Linked DNA regions of Gossypium hirsutum: region 2 is linked to region 1. A link is a contact called in public Hi-C data. All regions are on one chromosome and are shown on one strand. The core of a region is the stretch at or near the end of the contact, and the rest is flanking DNA. Distances in the headings are between cores, read along the strand shown. Region 1 holds the start of LOC107914207 (F-box/kelch-repeat protein At1g80440). Region 2 holds the start of LOC107913929 (E3 ubiquitin-protein ligase At1g63170).

What was found. Hi-C and Micro-C count contacts between places; a contact is called where the count stands out from the background.
Region 2: a contact with region 1 is called in a Hi-C map of leaf, with 2.3 times the contacts expected there. The contact joins the promoter of LOC107913929 here to the promoter of LOC107914207 in region 1. A contact is called at or near these places in 2 of 34 Hi-C or Micro-C datasets (both in leaf).

Annotation. Positions count from the first base shown.
Region 1 is chrD10:8,276,416-8,281,165 of Gossypium_hirsutum_v2.1, reverse strand. LOC107914207 (F-box/kelch-repeat protein At1g80440) reads left to right here and starts at 2,530. Exons shown (of 1, transcript XM_016843033.2): 1 at 2,530-3,973. The coding sequence starts at 2,714. The coding sequence ends at 3,775.
Region 2 is chrD10:8,427,448-8,432,634 of Gossypium_hirsutum_v2.1, reverse strand. LOC107913929 (E3 ubiquitin-protein ligase At1g63170) reads left to right here and starts at 3,350. Exons shown (of 5, transcript XM_016842595.2): 1 at 3,350-4,260.

The sequences.
Region 1 (4,750 bases), core at 1,281-3,780:
TGGTGAGTAGCTCCAAAACAATTGTACGAGTTACTTAGCATATGAAACAGATTTTATGGTCAAAATGGAGAAAAAATTATAGAAATTAAGCAAAAAGAAACTAGTAAAATCAAGCATTTAATTTGGTTTTTTAAACATGATTTCTTGAGGAATTTAGTACTAAACTTAAATTTGTTCATGAGAAGTTTGGAATAAAGAGAAGTCTTTTTTAGGACTGAAACAGTATTAGTCTGCAATAATAAATTCAACCAAATTTGGTTCTTTATTTGCCAAAAGACAGAAAAAAAAAATTAATGAAAAATATCCCGATCTCCTTATTCTGTCGTACTTGCACCATAAAGAATCACCTTATACAAGAGGATGGGTGGTAATGAGAATCGGTGATTTTTATAGTAGGTGTTGGACGGTGATAAGGATTGGTAGTTCTTATGTTGCAAGTAAATAAAAAAAAAAGTGTTTTGGACTAGTTATATAGAGCTCCCCAACTTTAGTCTAAAGTAAAAAAATGCCACGTCAACAATCCGTTAGTGGATTAATGAAATTTTTACGACAGTAACCAATTCGAGCAATTATTTTAACTAGAGTGACTAAATTAACAAAATAAAAATTAAAGTGACCAAAATATGAACGACGCTATTTTAGAGTGACCTATGATGTAATTTACCTTTTTTAAAATTTAAAAATTCAATCCTACCAAACAAATCAAATTCATTAAATTAAAATTTGATATTTCTAAAATCTGAAGGGGCAAATATATAAATATGTGTAATTTCATATTAATTTATTATTTTCACATAATACTAAAAAAAAATCTTATTTTTATTTAACTTAAAATTAGAATTAAAATGGTATAAAAATTAAAAACAAATACTTAAAAATGGAAAGAGAAGTTAAAAAAGAAAAAGCAAGTTAAGTATTGTCACATGGAGAATTCACAGGATTCATTGAACCTTTTCCATCAAATTTATTATTGTGTTGTTATCCTAACGTTAAAATAAAAGTTGCAGTAGGATTTAAGTGAGCTCCAAATTGTGGCTAAAATGCATGACATTTTCGGATATATTATTTTACTGCTTGAATGCACGTTTATATGATCTGATTGTAATTTTGTTCCTTAATCAATAAAACAATGGTTCATGGAAATATTACATATTAATCCTTAAAACTATAACAATATATATATAGATGGATCTAAGCCCTAAGCATCTCCAAGTCTCACGTAACATTAAGGAACCTATTCTGTCATAGGATTAGATTTTTAGTTTGACAAATTGCGTTACCTTAGGTGATTTTTTAGGTTCAAATCTTGCCTAAATCAACTTATTCTTGAGAGTTAAAAATTTTTACAAAAATTCTCTAAGACACTAAGTGTTTAAGTAAATGCTCTCGATAGTAATCAATTACCATGAAGGATTACAATCGAGTCCATACAACTGGGGGAAGGTCTCTAGTTATAGTTGAACTCTCCCAAAACCAACGGTATAGATTGAGTTACACCGACGGTCAAGATTAAAATCTATCTACAATTAAGAGCCCTAAGAGATTTAAACTCTATACAACTTTATTCATTTAGGGTTTACACTATTTACTATGATAACTCCAGTTTTACTGGAGTGGGTCACCAATGCTTTAAGTAAATGGGTTTCTCCATGGGTTCCACGAATCAAGTCAATTCAAGCGGGTCAAATGAACCCCATTTTGTAAGTTGACGTCTATAAGATGCTTTGTGCGCAATGATCACGAGTTTTGATCTGTAACCCGTAACATTTGAATGAATAATGATCATATGTTGTATCATACATACCGTGTTCCAAGTCGTTAGATGAAATTTTATTATTTATTTTTATTATTATTTTGCTTTTCACTTTTATGTTTTCTTTTTAAATATTGGAAAGTAAAAACGTATATGTGTTTACATTAAAAAAATGCAATAATAAAAAAATATTATTTTCTGTACATTATTGGAGAAAAATTCGAACTAAATGTTACAATCCTCTAATTTCATGTCTAAGTTTCTAATTTTATTTATTATTATCTTGAGATGATTTTTTATATGTATAATTGTATTGTGTGCCTATCAAATACTTTCTGTTTTAAATATATATACTCAAATAATTTATAAAAATATGTGTGACAAAATTAAATACAGTAAAAAACAAATATATTTATATTTTAAAATAAGTCCTATAGGTGCTGGGATGCCAGCTCAAAGCCTGAGGAATCCATTGAAGCATTTTTTAAAGAGCATATATAGCAATACCAACAGCAGTAGAATCCATTGAAGCCATATATAATATTACACTTTGTTAAAAGAAATATTGGCTTGACTTTGAGCTGAGAAAATGCGTTTAAAAAGTAGTAGCAACTGTCTGTGATATAAGACATTTTCTAGATTAGATCAAAGAAATCATGATTTCATTTGTGAAAGCAAAAGTCTTTTAACATTTAATAAAAGATAAGTTTGAAAACAGCGTAGCATATTAACAGACCAACGGCCCAATGATACAATGGTCTCCCATTGTCTATTCGGTGCCTGTCTTCTTCTTCAACTTGCACTCATCCACTTCCCTATAAGAACCTCTCAATCTCTATTCTCCCACCCAAAACTTCAATCCTAATTTGCTACTCTATCCTCAATTTCCTTTGAAAAAAACCAGCACTTTCTCCTTTTTTTTCCTAAGAAAAAGAAAATTTACATTTGACTCGTCAGATCATGGAACTCATACCTGGTCTTCCCAATGATATAGCCCTTCAGTGTTTAGTTCGTGTCCCTTACAACAAATTCTCCAATATTTCATCAACTTGTAAAGACTGGAAGGTCGAAATTCATTCGCCTCCGTTTTTCCGTCAACGAAAAGCCGCTGGGTGTACTAAACATGTCATGCTGATGACCCAAAGCCGAGTCAACCCGAATCAAAATTCGGGTCTGAAATGCCATGCCATGCCTGTTTATCGGATCGTGCTTTGCGAGCCTGACACCGGTGACTGGTGTGAGCTGCCACCGGTTCCTGGGAGTTCCGATGTGTTGCCGATGTTTTGTCAAGTTGTTGGAGTGGGGTTAAACCTTGTGGTGATGGGCGGGTTGGATCCAGGCACTTTTGATGTCCGAAACGACGTCTATGTTTACAATTTTTTATCGGCCACTTGGCGGCGTGGGGCTGACATGCCGGGCGTAAGGAGGATCTTCTTTGGATGCGCATCAGATTCGGATCGGATGGTGTATGTCGCCGGTGGACACGACGAGGAGAAAAACGCATTGAGATCAGCAATGGCGTATGATGTGGCAGCCAACAAGTGGGTCACATTGCCTGACATGGAAAGAGAGCGTGACGAATGCAAGGGGATCTTCCACCTGGGAAAGTTCCATGTCATCGGCGGATATTGTACAGACAGGCAAGGCCGATTCGGAAGCAGCGCCGAGCATTTCGAGGTTGCCACATGGAAGTGGAGCCCAGTGGAAGAGAACTTCTTAAGACAGGGCATGTCTCCCAGAACTTGCGTGGCAACTGATGGAACATTATACATGTGTAGAGGGGGTGATGTGGCAAGACTCGAAGCTGGTACATGGAAAGCAGTAGCTGAGCTGCCAGCTGAAGTATACAATACAGCTCATATAGCCGCATGGGAAGACAAACTGTTGGTGATTGGTTCACAAGGCTTCGGTCAGCCCCACACCGCTTATGTGTTAAATTTGAGAAATTACATGTGGACAGGAATGGACGTGGGAGATGAATACTCGGGTCATGTTCAATCCGGTTGCTATTTAGAGTTGTAAATGAAGTGTAAAATAGTTGGGTTGCTTGTTTTTCCAACGGGGTCATTGACCGTATTGTACATACATATGAAACACTAGAGCTTTTTTTAATTTGTCCTTTCCCCTTTCCCAAGTGTCAATTTCATTGTAAATGGGAGTTTTGATGGGTCAAGTGTGGGTAAATAGGATAAGGTGATGAATATGAAAGTCATTTTCCCATCAGCACTGTTTTGGAGAAAAAGTGAAAAGGCGTCGAGAAGAAGTCGTCCCTGTTAACAGAATTGAAATAAGCGAAAATGAAATGAGATAAGATTAGAGAGGTAAACAAAAATTTTGGGAAATACGGCACCACCAACTTGGAAATGTCACTGTCTAGTGCATTGCTGCAGTGCCCATAAATGGGGGCAATCAAGCAGCAATATGAAAGCCCACTGCCCTGTGAAAGCCTGGTACATAGAACGTGTAATCCGCTCCGGTATTTCTTGTCACCTCGTTTTGCCCTTTAAAACAGGTCCAAAACTATGATCTGGAGCCACCGTTTTGCCAATATAATACGCATCTCGTGGGGAGGTGTATTCTGAGATGTATCAAGGCTAGAGAAATTTTTTGATAATGGGAGGTGATTTACAACATAATATTTTTGTCATAAATTAAGACGTTGTTAGTTATTATTAAAGAGAATTGATTTAGGGTTAGAATGTGTACCATATTAATTAAAAATTCTTTTAAAAATATATTTTATTGAATACTTAAAAAATGACTTTTTAAAATTATTTTAATATAATTTAAACTCTCTTTTTTTCTTGTATAGAATTCCATTTAATAACCTGATGGTCAAAGGTATTTATCGACTTAGGTGTGACCTAGGTTTGAATTGTACTAGTCGTAAAAAAAACTCTTTTCTAAATATGAAAATTTTAAATTTTAAAATAATAATGAATTATAATTTTTATAATAAAAAAAGTATGAAAATGATTTTATTTTGAAACGTTCTAA
Region 2 (5,187 bases), core at 2,101-4,600, 150 kb before region 1:
TCAATAATCAAGAAATGTGTATTTTAGATAAACCAGTGTCATTTATATATAAGGAGAGATAGAAGAATCATGGTTGAATAAGGTTTAAAAAATAATATTTATTTAATAGAAAACATTCTCCTAGCCTAACTAGGAGAGAAGGGGCCGCATACCCTCTTAAATTCCCTTAAGGTTGTTGCCTTTCACATGTTATATGAGGTAGATTGAACCTCTAATGTATTGGGTTTAATTATATGTGTTTCCTAAACTTTTAACCCAACACTTTATAATTTAATTCAATAAAATATTTGTTTTCTATTTTCCTAAATAAATATTGTCCATTTAATTAATTAAATTAACTAAATTAATTTCATAATTAAATTATTTTATCAACACAATTCTAATTCCATTAAAGTCATGGCAACTTTACCGTAAAAGAATTTATAATGAAATATATTTAATTTTCTTATTCAATGGATTCATAATGACAAATTAATTTAATTCCATTTTAGAACTTTAATTATTTAATTATAATTATTTAAATAATAATTTGAAAATCTTAAATTAATTCTCAAGTCATTTTTATACTTAGTAAGAAAACACAATCATTTGTAAATGCGATTCATTTCTCTATCTTTATCATTTTCATTCATTTACGTTCATATGGTTTTACATGTAATTCATTTTAGTTTCAACAAGATAGTGGAGGGATTAATTGAACATATATAATTAGTGCTTAAATAATTTATAATTAAATTCCAACTTTTTACCTTTTAAAACTTATTTAATCATGAAATTATTCTACTATAGTATCGTAACTGAGCTCTCCCTAATTACATATCATTATTAAAGCTACTTAATAAGTGTTCATCCAATGACTTTCTCATAAGTGTATTACCCTCATATGATATCTTTAATCTCTTTAGGATAAATTCATTCTCCCAATATGATCGTATTTTATCTTATGGTAACCATTACATCTTACTTAATGAAAAGTTGATTACTATCAAATAGTAATCAAGTCATTTATCACAAAGACAAATGACCCGTGACTATTTTTACTTTTCATTTATATATAAAAAACACAAATTTGAAGAAACTTTTGAACTGACTAAAATATCATTTATTTTTCATCCTATTACTAATTTCACATTTAAAAATAAATGTAATATTTAATTTAGAATTATTAATTAAAAATTTTAAAGTAAAATAAAATTTTTAATAATTATGTTTTTAATAGAAGTTATAATAATTACATATTTAAAATAATTATAATTTAATTTATAATTATAATCATTTAAAAAATATTTTTATTTTTTATCTTTTACTTGATATTATTTTTATGCATATTAAATATATATTATTTAAATATTATTACTATTAAAAATAAAAATTGAATAATGAAGAGTTTATTTTACCATCTAACAATTTTCAAGGTTTGTATAAATGCTTTAATAATAGAAATTTTTTTATTAGTACTATATTTGAATTATCAAAATAATTAATATATTTTAATAACGTTAATTAGTTATTTTTTAAAAAAGGATTGTGTACAATAAAATTATATTGTACATTGAAAATAGAAAAAATATTTTAAATATTATTTGAATTTTTTAATATTATTAAAAGATTTATTGATCTACAAAATATAAATATTTTAATAGGGTATTTGAAAATCTGTTTATTATATTTGAACTGTTAACAAATTAATATATTTTAATTATATTAAAAAATTCAAATAACGAATTAAAAAATTAATAGCAATAATTAAAAATACATTATTTAAATTTAATTTAAAAATTAATTGTAGAGATAAAAAAGTAACTTCACATTTTTCAAATAATCTAGAATTGTTAAAATATTTTGAATTAATATTTTACTATTACATATGTTTTTTTCATGTAAAAGATCGTTATTTTATTCTAAATTTACCCAAAATTCAAATTTCATGTTTCAATTTTGTGGAAAAATGGATTACCAAGTGATGTGTACAATTAACGTTAATTAGGGATTTAATAATGTGGTGATAAAATTACCAAAAAAAATTATGACGAAAATTGCAATAAAGTAATTAAAAGAAAATAAAATTTAATATTAAACTCTTTATTTTTAACCCAAACCCCTTTTAATCTGAAGCTCCCATTAGGTTTCTATTCCAACGTTATTATTATTAGAAATTTCATACTATATAAATGAAAATTACGTATTTAAAAAGATGTATTTAAAAATAACATACAATAAATAAGAAAGTATATCGTTTGAAACTAATTAACCATAACAACACATACAACATGTACGATATTAAAATAATATATATTAAATTATGAGTAAAACGAAATTTAAACACCTAAATACATTAGATTAAGAATATTAAATTTATTACAATTGTTTATCGTGATGGTGTCAATATATACAAGTAATGGAGGTAATAAAGTATTATAAAGATAAAATTAAAGTTTTGTCAACCCAAAATGTCATGGGTTTAATTTCTACCATATACAAATTATTTATTAATTTTTTTAGAAAAATAAAAAAAATTAAAGTGTGCTAGAATAATATAACTTATTTTAAATATGGAGGGACATTTTTATAATTCTCTAATTAAGTTGGTGTGTGATTGACGTGGAAAGATATTTTTGTAATTCCCTAACCAAGTTGATGTTCAGTTGACTCGTGACACCAATTCAGTCAAGAGTTTAATTAAGGTATAAAGATAAATTTAGCTCCTAACATTTACTCATTTTGACTTTTATTCTTTTTTGGGGGTTATTTTGGCCATCAACCTTTAATATTTAGTTAAATTGCTTGTTGTTTTACAAAAAAAACTAATTGAACTAGTAAAATTTTAATGACATTGACATGGAAGTTCACATGGCATTTTTCGTATACTTTACAGTTAACATGAATACATTTTTTAAAAAGTTTTATAACCTTTTTTAAATTTGTTAATTTTTTAAATATTTTTTTATTATTTTTTTGAATTTTTATGAATTATACGTATTATTACGTTAGTGGCCACATCAATGCCGTTAAAATTTATAATTATACCTTTAAATAATAATATAAATACTTAAACCCTTATATGAAATTTCTAAGTTAAAAAAGAAATATTTTTAAAAAATAATAAAACAATAATGAGATGGAGCCAAATCAAATCCTATTTGAACATTAGAAAGAGAAGTTTAAATTTTGAGAAAAGTGAATTGCCGCAATGCAAACTTCTATAATGCGAACTCCATGTGAACCTTCGTCACCTTAGCGGTTGGATGGAAAAACTAAAAAAGGCAATAAATGATAGCCATTGATGATGTGTAATTAACCTTGTACAAACTTTAAAGACAACATAGAAAACCCTTTCATGTTTCATCTGGTTTTTTTATATTTGAAACTCAACGGCAGATTCTCTTTTTGATTTCTCTCAAAAGTTATCAACTAAATATTTGATCATCTTTTGAAAAATTCTTCAGATTTCTGTAAGGTGATATATTCTTGGGTTTTCTATTTTTCCTCATACCCCACCAACAATTTGCTTAAAGGATTCACTTTCTATTGGGAGAAACCCTTGCATGCAAGGATAAACTTATGGGAGAAACAGTCTAACACCCGACACCCCCATTGAAGAACAAAGAGAAATGTAAAAACCCATCAAGTTTAAGAAAGCAAAGACAATATGTTGATTGAAAAAAGACAATATGTTGTGGACGAGAAAATGACAGTAGTGGGGCGGGGTTGAGAAGATCCGAAGATTAAAGAACATAAAGAAAAAGACGTTGAAATTTCTTCTCCATCTCATCTGCTTCTATGTTGATTGATTGTAGGTTTTAGTTGGGACCAAAAGAAAAGTGGTTATAGCAAGTTTCAAGCATAAATGGTTGAAATCCAATGGTTGAAGTAAAAGATTATTGTAGTCTTCGCCCACAAAAATAATAAGGAAAATCAGAACAGATTGAATTTTCCCTTTTGGCAATCATAAATAGATCCAAACTGTCGGATCCATGAGGTCAAAAAATCAACTAATCCAACGGTCTACGAATGTTTCTCCCCCTTCTCTCTTCTTTCTAAAAAATGAAAATATAAATTAAAAAAAGAAACGCTTCTTTCTCTCTGTTTTGGCGTAAGCAATGGAGCAGAAAAGCTGACGCTATATTTTCTCAAGACAATGAAAGAAAAGAGAAGAAAAGGAATTGGGCTTTGAATTGAAAAGCTTTGTAGCAGTTTATCGGAACTTCTCTTTTCGTTTTCTTGCATATACTATCGGATTTTTAATATTCAAAATCTTAGGTAAGGTTCCTTTGTTTCCTTTTTCTTTTTTTTTCTCATTTAGGGATTTACTTCCCTATTAATTTATCTTGATCCTGCAAAATTAAGAATGGGTTTTGTCTGTTTTCTTGCTGTTAATCAATGGCTTGATTTAATTTTCTTAAACCATTGCTTAAATATAAAAAATATTGAATTTTATTGTTTTCCGGTTGACGTCAAGTTATTGTGAAAAATATTGTGGTAATAATGTCTCGGGTTATCAAATTTATAACTGGAAATGTAATACTCTTTGAAAATCTTGAATTTATAACTGGAAATGTAATACTTGGTGATCCTTTGAAAATCTTGAATTTTGGGTTTACTAGCATTCATTATCGGGTATTTATCATTCGAAATCTTAGGCAACGTTCCTATGTCTTTCTGTAATTATGATTTTTATTTAGGGTTTTACTTTCCTATTCATTTATCGTGATTCTGCAGAATTAAGAATGTTTCTTTTTCTTGGTTATAGCTGATCGATGGATGGATTGAATTTGCCTGAATGATAGCTTAAATATCTGAAATATTGAATTTTTATTTGTTTTTCAGTTGAGGTTAAGTTATGATGAAATTATTATGCTAATAACGTCTTCAGTATCAAAATTGTAACTGGAAATGTAATTTCTGGTTACCTAAATCATGATCGTTCAAAAAGTTCAACTTTTTTTGCTTGGATTTTTTCTGGGTAATTTTAGTTTACTTTTATATGAATTTAGTGTGGAAATATCTTATCTTTTCTTTAGAAAGTCTTGTTGATGTTTAATGTTGATATAAAATCTTGTACTTTACTCTTTAAAGATCTTGTTTCTTTTGTTTTTTTTGTGGTGACCTCACCAAGTGATTCAAAGTGATCGTATTGACATATTTGTTGTAAATACAGTCTTGTCTATGCTATGGTTGATTTGTCGT